2 separate regions of the Hordeum vulgare genome follow, and region 2 is linked to region 1. A link is a contact called in public Hi-C data. All regions are on one chromosome and are shown on one strand. Each heading gives the region's core, a stretch centred on a gene start, on an enhancer-like site or on the middle of the called end of the contact. The rest is flanking DNA. Distances are from core to core; before and after follow the strand shown.

The links. Hi-C and Micro-C count contacts between places; a contact is called where the count stands out from the background.
Region 2: a Hi-C map of leaf shows a contact between it and region 1, with 3 times the contacts expected there. The contact joins the promoter of LOC123428220 here to the promoter of LOC123428216 in region 1. A contact is called at or near these places in 2 of 6 Hi-C or Micro-C datasets (leaf and seedling).

The regions. Positions count from the first base shown.
Region 1 is chr2H:640,208,657-640,214,828 of MorexV3_pseudomolecules_assembly, forward strand. LOC123428216 (linoleate 9S-lipoxygenase-like) reads right to left here and starts at 3,593. Exons shown (of 7, transcript XM_045112404.1): 1 at 3,059-3,593; 2 at 2,707-2,963; 3 at 2,179-2,620; 4 at 965-1,158; 5 at 119-474; 6 at 1-17. The coding sequence starts at 3,422.
Region 2 is chr2H:640,411,624-640,417,829 of MorexV3_pseudomolecules_assembly, forward strand. LOC123428220 reads left to right here and starts at 2,762. Exons shown (of 1, transcript XM_045112407.1): 1 at 2,762-4,148. The coding sequence starts at 2,809. The coding sequence ends at 3,951. LOC123428218 (DNA polymerase I A, chloroplastic-like) reads right to left here. Exons shown (of 12, transcript XM_045112406.1): 9 at 5,877-5,969; 10 at 5,362-5,574; 11 at 5,194-5,283; 12 at 4,355-4,940. The coding sequence ends at 4,779.

The DNA.
Region 1 (6,172 bases), core at 2,343-4,842:
TCGCGTGCGTCCCCAGCCTACATACACCCATCACACATGAACCAGCCCACATGAACTGAGAGAGCACATTCTATGATTCTCATCACATTAGTTTAACATTGCAAGGTAGTGTACGTACCAGTGGAGGACATAGTTGTTCTTGCAGGCGTCGTTGGAGGAGGCGTGGGCCTTGGCGAGCTCCCACGCCGTGAAGGTGTTGGAGGCGGCGGCGCCGGCTTTGAGTTCGTCCGGCGGAGTGTACACCGTGCTGGTGGCGCCGAGGCGCTCATCCTCCGGGTGCGGCGAGCTAAGCTCGATCGCCAGCGGCTTGAGCGTGGAGTCGTCTTGCAAGAAGAAAAGCGTCCTCGTGGCGTACGACTTCCTCTGGGAGATCTCGCCCTTCTCCTCGGCGCCTGGCAGCTCATTGATGCGCTTCAGGTACGGCATCACCCAATCATGGTGATCGAGAGCGAACAACCTCTTCTTTTCTATAGCCTGCACAATTCACGCAGTGGTCCGAAGGGCACACTTACATTTTTGTGTTCGAAGAAGATAGTAACGGTTTTGTCATTTCTTCTCAGACCCACGTGTAAAATTACGTGAGGATTTTACGTAAAGAGTGATGTGGAGGTAATTGATTGGATAAAGATTAGTGGTTGGGGCCCACCCCGATTGAAATCAGGGGGAGAAAAGTTTAGTTAAGGAACATTCACGTAACAGGTTGTTACGTCGATGTGGCATTTTTGTTCTTCTCAGTTAAGAAATTCTTACTCATAATTTCAATGATTTTGATATTGTTATTAGACCATATTAGGAAATATTTTATCCAAAAACTTTTACCTTTCTCGTTTTGTTTTTCCTGTGAACATGTGTGTGTGTGTGTCATATTTCTTGGAGAAACTTGGTAAAATTTTATAATGTTTGACTTTGAAGAAATCGTACACCCGTTGTAATTTGACAAGGAAGAAATATATATAGTACGTACCTGCGCCACCGTCATGTTTCCCAAGTTCTTCTGAATGTGCTCTTTGGTTATCTTGCTGTCTTGGTCGCCATACACAGCCCGGTCAAGCTTGCTCGTGAGTGGGAACTCGGTGACAAGCTCGATGGACAGGGGATTTGCCCCTGCGAGTGTCTGCCTGGCGAACTCTTCATCCGTGCGCCAACCTGTTCGATTCGCTATGTACACCAAAAATAGATTTGATGAGTCCAAATTTCGTCGAATCACACATACATACTTCATAATAAACCTGGGCATGGGTGGGCCTGTCCAAGCTTAGTGTCTAGTCCAGGCTTGAGGCAATTTTTTTAAGAAAAGCCTAGTAAAAATTGTTTTTTGGGATATTACGAGAAAAATAGGTATAATAAATAGGAGTATTTTGTCTGAAAAATAGGTATATTATATTTTCTCTGTCCCAAATAAGTGTCTTAAACTTTTATTAATTTTAATATAAATTTGTACTAATGTTGATACATTTTTGTAATATGGAAAAAGTATTACTTAAAAATGAGAAGTACAATTTTCCAGCGACGGTCTAGGCCACGTTGGGCCCAGACTTGGGATTTCAAGTTCAGGCTTTGCAAAGTCCGACCCAAAAGCCATCCAAGCCTAGTTATAGGATGTATGTGTCGATGCCATACTTTTAAATAGCGAGCTATGCCTCTTAAAGGCGGACTTTGCTCTAAACATTACAAAGTGTATAGTACTATTGGAAATGTAGATATTTGTTCATGTATTTGGACCAAAGCCTTTTCCAATGCTATCATTGTTGTACTTGACCTATAAGAGCATCTTCAACAGGCGTTCAAAAAGTGCTCTCCGCGCTAAAAAATCGTTTTTTAGGCATCGGACAACTCCAACAGACGATGCAAAACAGTGTGCGCGTTAAAAACTGTTGCGCGCGCGCTGAAAAGCGCTATCGCGCGCATCATATTTGATGCGCCGGCTTGCGCACGCAGCAACTCTGTGCTGCTGCCGGTGGGGTCGCTGGATTGGGCACCCATTAGTGCACGTCTGTTGAAGATACTTTAAGATTGCTACAGTGACGCGCTAAAAAATTTATTCGGTGTGATATTTTTATGCTGCTGCTGGAGATGCTCTAACGTGCTATCTAAAACCACAAATGATGCAGAAACCGGGTTCATCCTCTTTCTCGGAAGAAGAAGAAAAGAGCATGGTGAGGCCGTTGCGATATATACCTGAGATGACCTGTGGGACGGGGAATGCGAAGGGCTTGGCGTTGCTGTCGAAGAGGCCGTGGACATCCGCCAAGGACCCGAAGTGGCCGTCGATTTTGGGAAGGTTGGGCGCCGCGGCAACGGGGCCGGTCCGCTCGTCGCACGGGATGTAGATCCCTTCCTCCAGCGGCGCCCTCGTCTCGCTCGCCGGATCTGCCTTGCTGGGAGGCCGGCTGGTCCTGGTCCGGCGAGGGTACGGGTACTCCTTGGAGCCTCCCAGCACCGGCCGCGCCAGGTCCTTGCGCAGGTCCGGGTTTCCCAGGTCGTTGTACAACGCGTAGTCGTACACGCGCTCCCATTTCTGCAGCGGCTTGTCGGTCGGCAAGCCTTCTCCCCGGAGCAGGCGGAGCTCGTCCTCTCTGTCCTTGAGCAGCGCCGCCGGCGTCTTCTCCTTCACGTACGCCTGCACCGAAATATCCAAATGTACGCTGTAGCTATATATACAGTATGCAAGAAAACAAGTTCATGACATCTGTGTGTTGCACGCACGTCGTTGGTGAAGAAGAGGCGGTACGGGTGCTTATCGACGGGATAGACCCATCCGTTGCAGACGAAGTGGACGGCCGGCGAGCTCAGGCTCAGCAGCCGCAGGTACACGGGGAAGTCGGAGTTGTTTGTCACCACCACTGCGCCGGGCGCGCCCAGGGCCTTGTCCCACAGAAGCTCCACGTCGAGCTCCGTCTCACCCTTGGATATGACGGCGTCCAGCGCCACCGCCTCCCCTCTCACGCCGCGCCCATCACTCCCTGTATATATGCTTGTCAGGGTCCTCTATCATCACGGTATAACGTACGGCTGACCATCTGGTTAAGCTACAAACATATGCATGCAAAAAATGTACCGGGGACGGTGGCGCTGACGAGCTGAAGGGAGAGCCTGAGCGGGCTGTTGGGCGAGTCGGAGCTCTGCAGCAGCAGCTTGCCCTCGACACGAGCGCTAGTGGCGGTGGGCGAGGTCTGGACGTCGGAGCCGGCCACCGCACGCGTGGCCCTGGTGGCGCCATGGCCACTGTTCGGGTGCAGGATTTTCAGCTGCGAGCGAGCCGCCGAAGAAACGAGCGTTGGACGTGGTCCATCCCGGTGCTCCAGTGCTCCTGCAGGACGGAGCATCGTCGCGGTCCATCCCGGCGCCCGAGTGCCCGTGACGGACGGAGCATGCGGGCCGCTGGCACACGGGCGTGGGCTGTGACGGATCTGCATCGGCATGAGTCAGGCAGGAGCTGACAGTGTGCTTGGTATTGTTGGGTGAGTGGCACTGTGCCACGGGACACACGTATATATAGTCGGGAGAAAAATTGGACGGACGCTGGCGGTGTAATAAATGTTAGCTAGGCTAGGGAATATGAGTGAGTCCACGCTACACCATATAGCTTCAAGATTCATGCAGAACGCAACACCTAGAACTTCCTATTTTGTGGACGCGGCTGTTCTGATCAGGGGCTCATACGAGCTCGGATGAACAGTAAAATAAGAATAGTGATACAAAAGGAATCCAATTATTTTGCCAAACATTGACGAATGTTTTGATTGCTTGCAAATTTTCGTCGCCGGGTGATGTTCAAGGAAAACGCGACAAAAAGAAATTGATACTCCAAAATGGTCTGGTGATGAAACATTGCAAGCAATCAAAAAATTGATTAATGTTGGGCACAAAAAAGTACTTATTTTTCCTTTTTATTTTACTGTTCATACGAGATTGGAACAACACTTATACATTGGATGCAAAAACCAATATTGTAGGTGGTCGGTCCGCCCAAGGCTTGATATGTTCTCACGTTATCTCTCTCTCTCGTGCGCGCTCAGAAAACTACTCTCGCCTTCTCTCCGGGATTTTAAAAAAGTTGGATCTATTTACTGAGCACTGAATTTGGGGGCAGTAACCACCAACTGATTTGCATATACAAATGCCATTTCTCACTGTCTAATTAGTTAATGAATATTACAAGTATTTTGCCGAGATAACCTTGTTTCACAAAAAATATATGTCAATTTATACATAAATAATACGAAGAAATGGATGAAGAACACTTTGTCGATCTCGTTTCCTTTTTTTCCAACAAGTGAACATGTTGATCCTCGTACAAGGGAGAGAATAAATCCAAGGTATATAGTTGATATTTGATATATTGTTTTTAAAAACTGAAATAGAAAAGGCACCTATGGTGTTACATTAATCATAAAAAATTATAGATCACTTACCTCACCGGCCCCATCGTTGGCTCAGAATGCAAAGTGTTTCTCGTAAATTAAGACGTTTTATTTTAAAGTCCTTTTGGACTGCTAGGTTTAGGGTGACTACATAAAAGGTCGACATCATGTCATGGCGCCAATGCCTCTCCTCGTGTTCTAGCGCATACGTGTAACCCGATACCCTTTGAGTAATGTATCTGGGTGCGGGCATGCTCTCCTCATGTTGATTGTTCAAAAATTATGTTCAAAATGCTAAATTGCGAAGTGACCCACTTAATTGTGTGGCTAGATTTATTATAGTTTCCATATTGTCATTGTTGTTTGTTCATTGTAGCATTTTATATCTGTGAATTAAATTTTTGTTCAGATGATCTATGCAATTATTTAAGATTTACATGGCTTAATATCGACCTTACATTAGTATAAATTATAACTTAGATTTTCTATGTACATGTAAAATCCACATAATGGTCAACGATTCATTTCTTAGATTTAATCTAGAGATCTCTTTAATTAACATTAATTGTTTCTTGATTTCCTAAATGTTATCTTAATCATAACAATGACATATCACTGGCCTAGTGGCCCTATCGTTTGTTCATATTACAAAGTATTTACCAGTGAATTAAGATATACCTTACAATCTTTTTGGATGCTACGTAAAAATAGGAGGAAGTATGTATTTAAATTTTCTTTGCAACAAACTCAATACTTGCTAGTTACTATCAAAAAGTTTCCAATCTTTCCAAATTCCCGGGAAGATAACAGAATGACTTTAGTAAACACTCGCAATGATACTTAATATTTTGTCAGGTTGGCACTAGTGATTATAGTCTAAATGCTAGCTAGCATACTGACCCATTTAATCGTGTGGCTAAATTTGTTACGACTTCTATAGTGGCATTGGTGTTTGTTCATTATAGTAGCTTTTTCATCGGTTTATTATACATATTTATATATTATTTACAAGGTTTAATCTTCATTGTACTTACAATTTAAAACTTAGATTTAATTACTGCATTGAACCGTGCTTGAGTTTGTACATATATGGCCATCTTTACTTACCACATATGTACAACTTACAATGAACTACTCTTGACTTTGCACATAATTATGATAAATTTAGGCACCTATGGAAAACATGAAGCAACTTCTTAGGATTGACTTTTGTTTAGTGAGGGTCGGTTTGAGAAGGGGAAATTAAAGTTATTGGATATGGTCCTAGTGCCATTGCTCGATCTAGTGACATTGCTCAAGGCACACTCTTGACTTTGGACGCAATTAACTATTAAGCATACAAGAAAAACGTGAAGCAATCAAAAAAGTTAGGAATAAACTTTCAACTTAATAATGTGGTCCATAAACCAAGCTTTCTAATAGCCAAGAAAGTAAATCATATGGATCTAGTGGTATCGCTTATGAACACCCTCTTAACTTAGTCAAGCACCCCCAAAAAAGCATGAAGCAAAACAACAAGTTCAAAGTTTACCTTTAGCTTAATAATAATGCAGTTAGTACACAATCCTAGTAATAGCCTAGAAAATAAATCATATGAATATAATTACATTGCTCACGATATACTTTTGTCTTTGTACGTAATTAACAGAAGAATTAATGACACATGAAAAACATGACGCAAAGAAATAGATTCAATGTAATATTTTTAGCTTATATGCACTCCATGCAAGATTCTCTACAATTTTGAAACATGTAATATCAAATAAATTCAATAAAATATCTTACAATAGGGGTGAAATAATATATTG
Region 2 (6,206 bases), core at 1,512-4,011, 200 kb after region 1:
CTGGAAGTCTTGCAAGCAAACGATCTTAACGAGATCGACAATGGAAGCAGAATTAACAGCATTAGACACATCTGGTGTCAAAGCATAATTTCTTTGGGATCTCTTGGTGAACTTACCTGTGGTTGAGAAGCCGGTTCCGGCTATCCTTATGAATTGCGATAATCAAACAGTTATTGTTAAAGTGAAGAGTTCAAAGGATAATATGAAGTCCAACAAACATATAAGAATGAGATTGAAGTCTGTCAGACGTTTGAGAAACTCCGGAGTGATAGCGTTGGCTTACATCCAAACGGCTAAGAATCTGACAGATCCCTTTACTAAAGGGCTATCACGTGTTGTGATAGATAGTGCGTCGAGGGAGATGGGTATGAGACCCACATGACTTGCCATGGCAGTAACCCAACCTATATGATCGGAGATCCCGTGAAGTAGGACCTGGGAAAACAAGCCAGTGGTGAACTGAGGAGAGTAACTTTACTAACCCACTCCGTTGGAGATGCAATACTCTCGGGTACTGTATGGTAGGATGACTATTGTCTTAATGTGTTCTAAAGCTTATGTGTAAGCAAGATGATGTCCTACAGAGCGATCTTTGGAGGAACACACCTATATGAGTCTGACTACTGGTCACAGTCTATGAGATTGGGGTGATCTCTAGTAAACTCATGAATAGGCCAGGAGTATGACCTATATGCTCCACCCGAGGGGTCAGTCTTCGGTAGCCTAGTACTAGTAAGACTTGTGGTGAAGCTTCTTTACGCCAAACTGACAATTCAAGGCATAGTCCATTGTTCAGTTGTAAAGGGGTGTAGCTACTTGCTCTAGGTGAAGCTCAACCTTAACACGTCTTCACTGAAATGTTGGTATATTAAAACAGTGATTGAAACGAGGGAACACGATGTGCCCTTGAGATCTGGTGGGGGGTTGTTGAAATTAATAGTGGGCCTTAGGCCCATAAGAGAATTTCAGAAAAATCTCCAAGGGCCCATGTAGGTCGTGGCATGACAAGGTGGTGGTGGAAAGTTTAGTCCCACCCCGCTAGTGGAGAAGAAATTGGATCCCTTTATAAGGGTCTCTCTTCCACATGCTATTGGAGAGTGAGAAGAGAAGATGCCCTCGCGCACTCCTCCTCCGCCGCCCGCCTCGCCACGCCTCGTCACGACGCGACGTGGGCTGCGGGAATGAGCCGAGCTCATACCTACGCGCTTATTTTTGTCAGTCAGGAACGGAGAATACGTAACGGACACGGCACGATCCGAGACGTCGGATCGTGGGCTGTTACCGACTCGGACGTGGGTTCAGCCCACGTCTCTCCACCCGGCCACCTATATAAGCAGGGCTAACGCCAACCCTAGTCGTCACGAGAATCAGATCACATCTGCCTCACGCGTTCGTTCCTTTGCTTCTGCTGCCGCCGGCGACTCCGTCCCGTTTACCGCATACACGATCGACGGGAGGGCAGGCCTCCAAAACCCCGCCTCTCCGGTTCCTGTACGGGAGAGGAGCGATTAGGTTTTTGGGGAGCGATCACGCGACTGCTCGCCTCCGTCCGTCTGCTTCGTCTACGTCCGCGTCGCCCTCGTCATCGCCATGTCTTCACCATACGAGCCCGATCATCTCGCCCTTGAAGCTGAGAAGAAGAGGGCAGAGGATGCTGCTGCTACGGCCGCATCCACCGCCAACGCTGCTGCTACGGCCAACTGGCCTATTGGAGGATATAACTCGTTTATCCTCATGCTCGTTTTGATCCTAGCAGTACTACTTGCAAGCATAGATGTATCAACTATATGCGTAGTATGTGCTAGATTAGTTCATGATCAGTATATCATTAGTCTAGTCAATGTCATGCTAGTTATTATCTCATGGATTAATACACTCGGAAAATTGTCTATTTACTCAACACCAACGACAGATGTGAATAACTTTGTTCCACGATTCAGTTCGAACTACAGAGGAAACAGAGAACTAAAGAAGTCGCGACCACATCAAGCAGTTGGAGTCTGCGGGAAGACTAATGATATCCCCTCCCCCTCCCGTCGTTGCATCCCCTCCCCCTCCTCCCATCGCTGCCCCTCCCCCTCCCCTCCCTACCTCTGCCCAGGCAGTCGCCCTTCCTCTCCCCTCCCGTCGTTGCCCCTCCACCTCCCCCTCCCGTCGCCAGATCTGGTGCAGGGCCCCTTCCTCTCCCCCTCCCGTCGTTGGACAGGGAGCTCGGCCGGAGAGGATCTTACCTTGGACGGCGGCCGGAGAACAAACGCGACGAGCTCCTCCGATCCTTCCTCCGGCGGGCGCGGGACGAAGCAGCCTGTGCTTTTCACGAGCGTGGCTTCGTCGTGTTTACTTCCACGCCTGGTACCGTCGTGGCCTGGGCGTGGATGTTTTACACCCCTTTTACACGAGTCACTGAAGGTAAAAAACTATTGGCATGATATATATTTGGCATACACGTCCATATACACCTTCCACTAGAGATGCTCTTACATCAGATCTTTCGGGTAGCCCCCTGGCACGCTAGGACTGCCCCTTGTGTCCGCCCATCCTCCGCCGCACCCATCAGATCTAATATACTTACATCAGATCTGATACTCCCTCCGTCTTAAAATTCTTGTCTTAGATTTGTTTAGTTATGAATGTATCTAGTCACGTTTTAGTATTTAAATACATCCATTCCTAAACAAACTTAAGACAAGAATTTTGGGACCGAGGGATTATGTTTTTATAATATTAGCACATCATCTAAGCATACGCCTTACATCAGATCTCTGTCACGCTAGGAGCCCTTGTGTCCGCCCATCCTCCGCCGCACCCATGGCGCTGCGGCGCCTTGCCCGCCGCCTCGCGCCGGCCCCGTTCCCGCCCCGGCTCCTCCCACTCCCCGCCCCCGGCCACCGCCGACTCTTCTCCACCCGGGAAAAGGAGCCGCCGCACTTCATGGCCGAGTACCTCGTCACTACCTGCGGCCTCTCGCCGGCGGCGGCCGCCAAGGCCGCCCCGCGGTTCGCGCACCTGACCTCCCCGGAGCGGCCCGACGCTGTTCTCGCCTTCCTCCACTCGCAGGGCCTGGGCAAGGCGCAGGTGCGCGCGATCGTGGCCCGGAAGCCGGCGCTGCTCCTCAGCGACGTGGACGCCACGCTCTCCCCCAAGTTCACCGCCATGCGCGCGCTCGGCCTGCGCCGCGCGGACTCCGCGCGGCTCTTCGCGCTCTTCCCGGCGGCGCTCACCTACGGCGTCCAGTCCAACCTGCTCCCGCGGGTCCTCTTCTGGCTCGACCTCCTCGGGTCCACCACCTTGCTGATGAAATGGCTGGCCAAGACGTGGCTGCTCAAGTACTCGGTGGACCTGCTCCTGCGGAACCTCGCCGCGCTCCGCCGCCTCGGCGTGCCGGACGGCCGCCTCACGGCCGCCGTGCGCCTGCGGCCGACGCTCATCATGCAGTCGCCGGACAAGCTCCGGGCGCTGGTCGGCCGCGTGGAGGAGGCGTGCGGCGGGGTGCCGCCCAGCCCCGGGATGTACACGTGGTGCCTCTTCGCGCTGCACAACGTCGGCGACCGCGCCTTCCGGGCCAAGAAGGCGGCCGTGACGCGCGCCCTCGGGTGCACGGACGAGGAGTTCGCCGGCATGTTCCGGCGCGCGCCGTGCTTCGTGTTCGCACCCGAGGCTCTGCTGCGGCGCAAGGTGGAGTTCCTGAGGGCCACCGTCGGGTGCAGCGCCGGGAGCATCGTCAGGAACCCCCTGCTGCTGACGCTGAGCCTCGACGAGCGGATGGCGCCGCGGTGCCGCGCCGTCGAGGCCCTGCGGTCCAGGGGCGTGGACATCGGGAAGGTGAACATGGTGGGCATAGTGAGACTGCCGGAGGCCATTTTTGTGGAGAGGTACATTCTCAAATACAAGGGAGATGTGCCTGAACTCCTCGATCTGTATCCTCAGGCTCGAGTGAAGGGCAGAACATAAAACAGGGCATTTCGTTCTGCCACCATGTTTATGTTATCACCATTTCGTTCTGCCACCATGTTTAGGCCAGAACTTGTGCCCAGCCATTTCATTAACATCATATACATATCTGATCTGATCCATCGTTCTGCATTTTGTGTGGAGTTTGCAACATAGACCGAGTTACAAATACAATTATGCAACTATATTAACTGGCAGTGGCATTCATCTGAATTTCCAAATTCCATTGTTTGCATCTAACATCCTTACGCCGGTCAAGTTTAAGAAATATACTGAATGTGGCATAACACACGAGTCTACCAGAACCGGAGAGGGAGAGTTGCCATGTTCAAACATGATTCATTTACTGCAAAGCTGGCAATGCTGTTGTGTCAACGATGATGCCACCAAACTGATCAGATCCTAGAGGAAAGCTCATCATGAACTGCATTTCTCCATTGATCGGAACAAAGTTATATCGCCATGAGCCCATGATCGTGTCCACATCAGGGAATATGTTATCTAACCTAATACATTAGCACACTGCAGCAATCTTATACACAAAATGCATGCCAATCTTAACTACAATCCCTCTAGCTCGATTCAGAGTGCCTACTAGGAAGGGTGTGGAGTCCAGCTATCCAGCCTAAATGGTAGTGTACAATGCCTTCGCTGCTAATCTCACTTTTCTGCTGCCATGGCAGGATGAGCCTTATGCATGCCCTGTGCTATTATGCAGCAGTTAACACCAGCTCAGGACGGACCAAAATTGGCTGGAGTATGTGCGCATCTGGGGCGCACCTACGCCTTGTTGGGGAGTCGGCGGAGGGGGTGATGATGCTCGGAGTCTACTTGGCCGCAAACCAGTTCTGTGCACATTTCGCATCAACAGCCAGGTCGACCGACAGGATGTTGGTGCCGTAGAAGGGCTTAGACATGCACTCAACCACTATTGCCTTGGCCACGTCAGCCGACTCGGAAGGTCCTTCGAGTATCACTTCATCATGCACCTGAAAGATGTATCTGTCAATTCTAAATGTCGCAGCTGCCAGATAAGAGGGCAAAGAATTGGAACTAGGTGCGGCATATTCTCGCAGTCAATGAACTCCAAATCTTGAGAACAGGCACCTATTCTGGGATCATCAAATGCATCCCAGTTTGACTAGCCGAAATACCAACAGTGAAGTGGCATAGGAAAACACATATACCATATTACCATACATATTATTACTTTCACTATGAAAGTTCATGCAGTATATATACCTGCAACAGGAGGGTCCAACCGAGCTCCTTAAGACGAGTGTTCCTTTCTATCTCAATCATTGCACACATGGCAACATCTGCTGCACTGCCCTGTGATTTTACAGAAAAGTACAATTTCAGTTAAATCAAGCTTGACCATTTCTAAATTTGAAACTGGACAAGAATTACCTGTACAGGGGCATTGATAGCAGCACGCTCGATGTGCTTCCATGTTTTGGAGGTTACAGAAGAAATGCTGGGGAAACGGCGAGAGCGTCCAAGCAAAGTATAAACTTCAGACTTCTCATATGCTAATTCTTTCTGTTCCGTCTGCCATGCCAAAACTTCTTTTCTGTCACTGTACCAGAGATCCAGTGTATCCTCTGCTTCCCTACGTGATACCTGCAAAGGCAACAGATTACAACTTGCACGATATTTTTGGGAAAGCCATAAGGAAAAGAATAAGGTTCTGTTCCATTAATGAGACATAATTTATATCTGCATTCTGTTAATCAGATAACTATTAAAATCATTGAAAATGTTAAAGGTTTCAACAGTGAATCTAGTGAACATGACTAATCACTATTTCTGGTTTCAACAGGCCATTTTTCAACAGTGAACCATCTAAGGCTCTAAGCTGCTGTGTGTGCACTGAAGTTTAATTTCTTGCTATTAACTGAGAGGTGTGTTTGTCAAATTTGTACCTTCCAATCCCGAGCAAGCCCAGCAGCTGTTTTTCCATATGCAATGGAGAAATTGAGCATCTTAGCTTTCCTCCTCTCAGAACCAAACGCATCCTAAACCACAAGTTAACACAGTTCAAATCCAGACAAGTAATCTAAGCTTTACATTTTCTGTATCCAGTTCCATAGAAATGACACAGCATTAAATAGAGCATCGTGTGAACTGAAACAGATTAAAGTTAACACAGTTCGAGGTATTTAATTTAAGATACAATGCAAAAAGAAGAAAAGGGGGTGCAAAACAGATGATACATAAAACACCATCTATTTGTAACTCAAACTAAAGCTAAA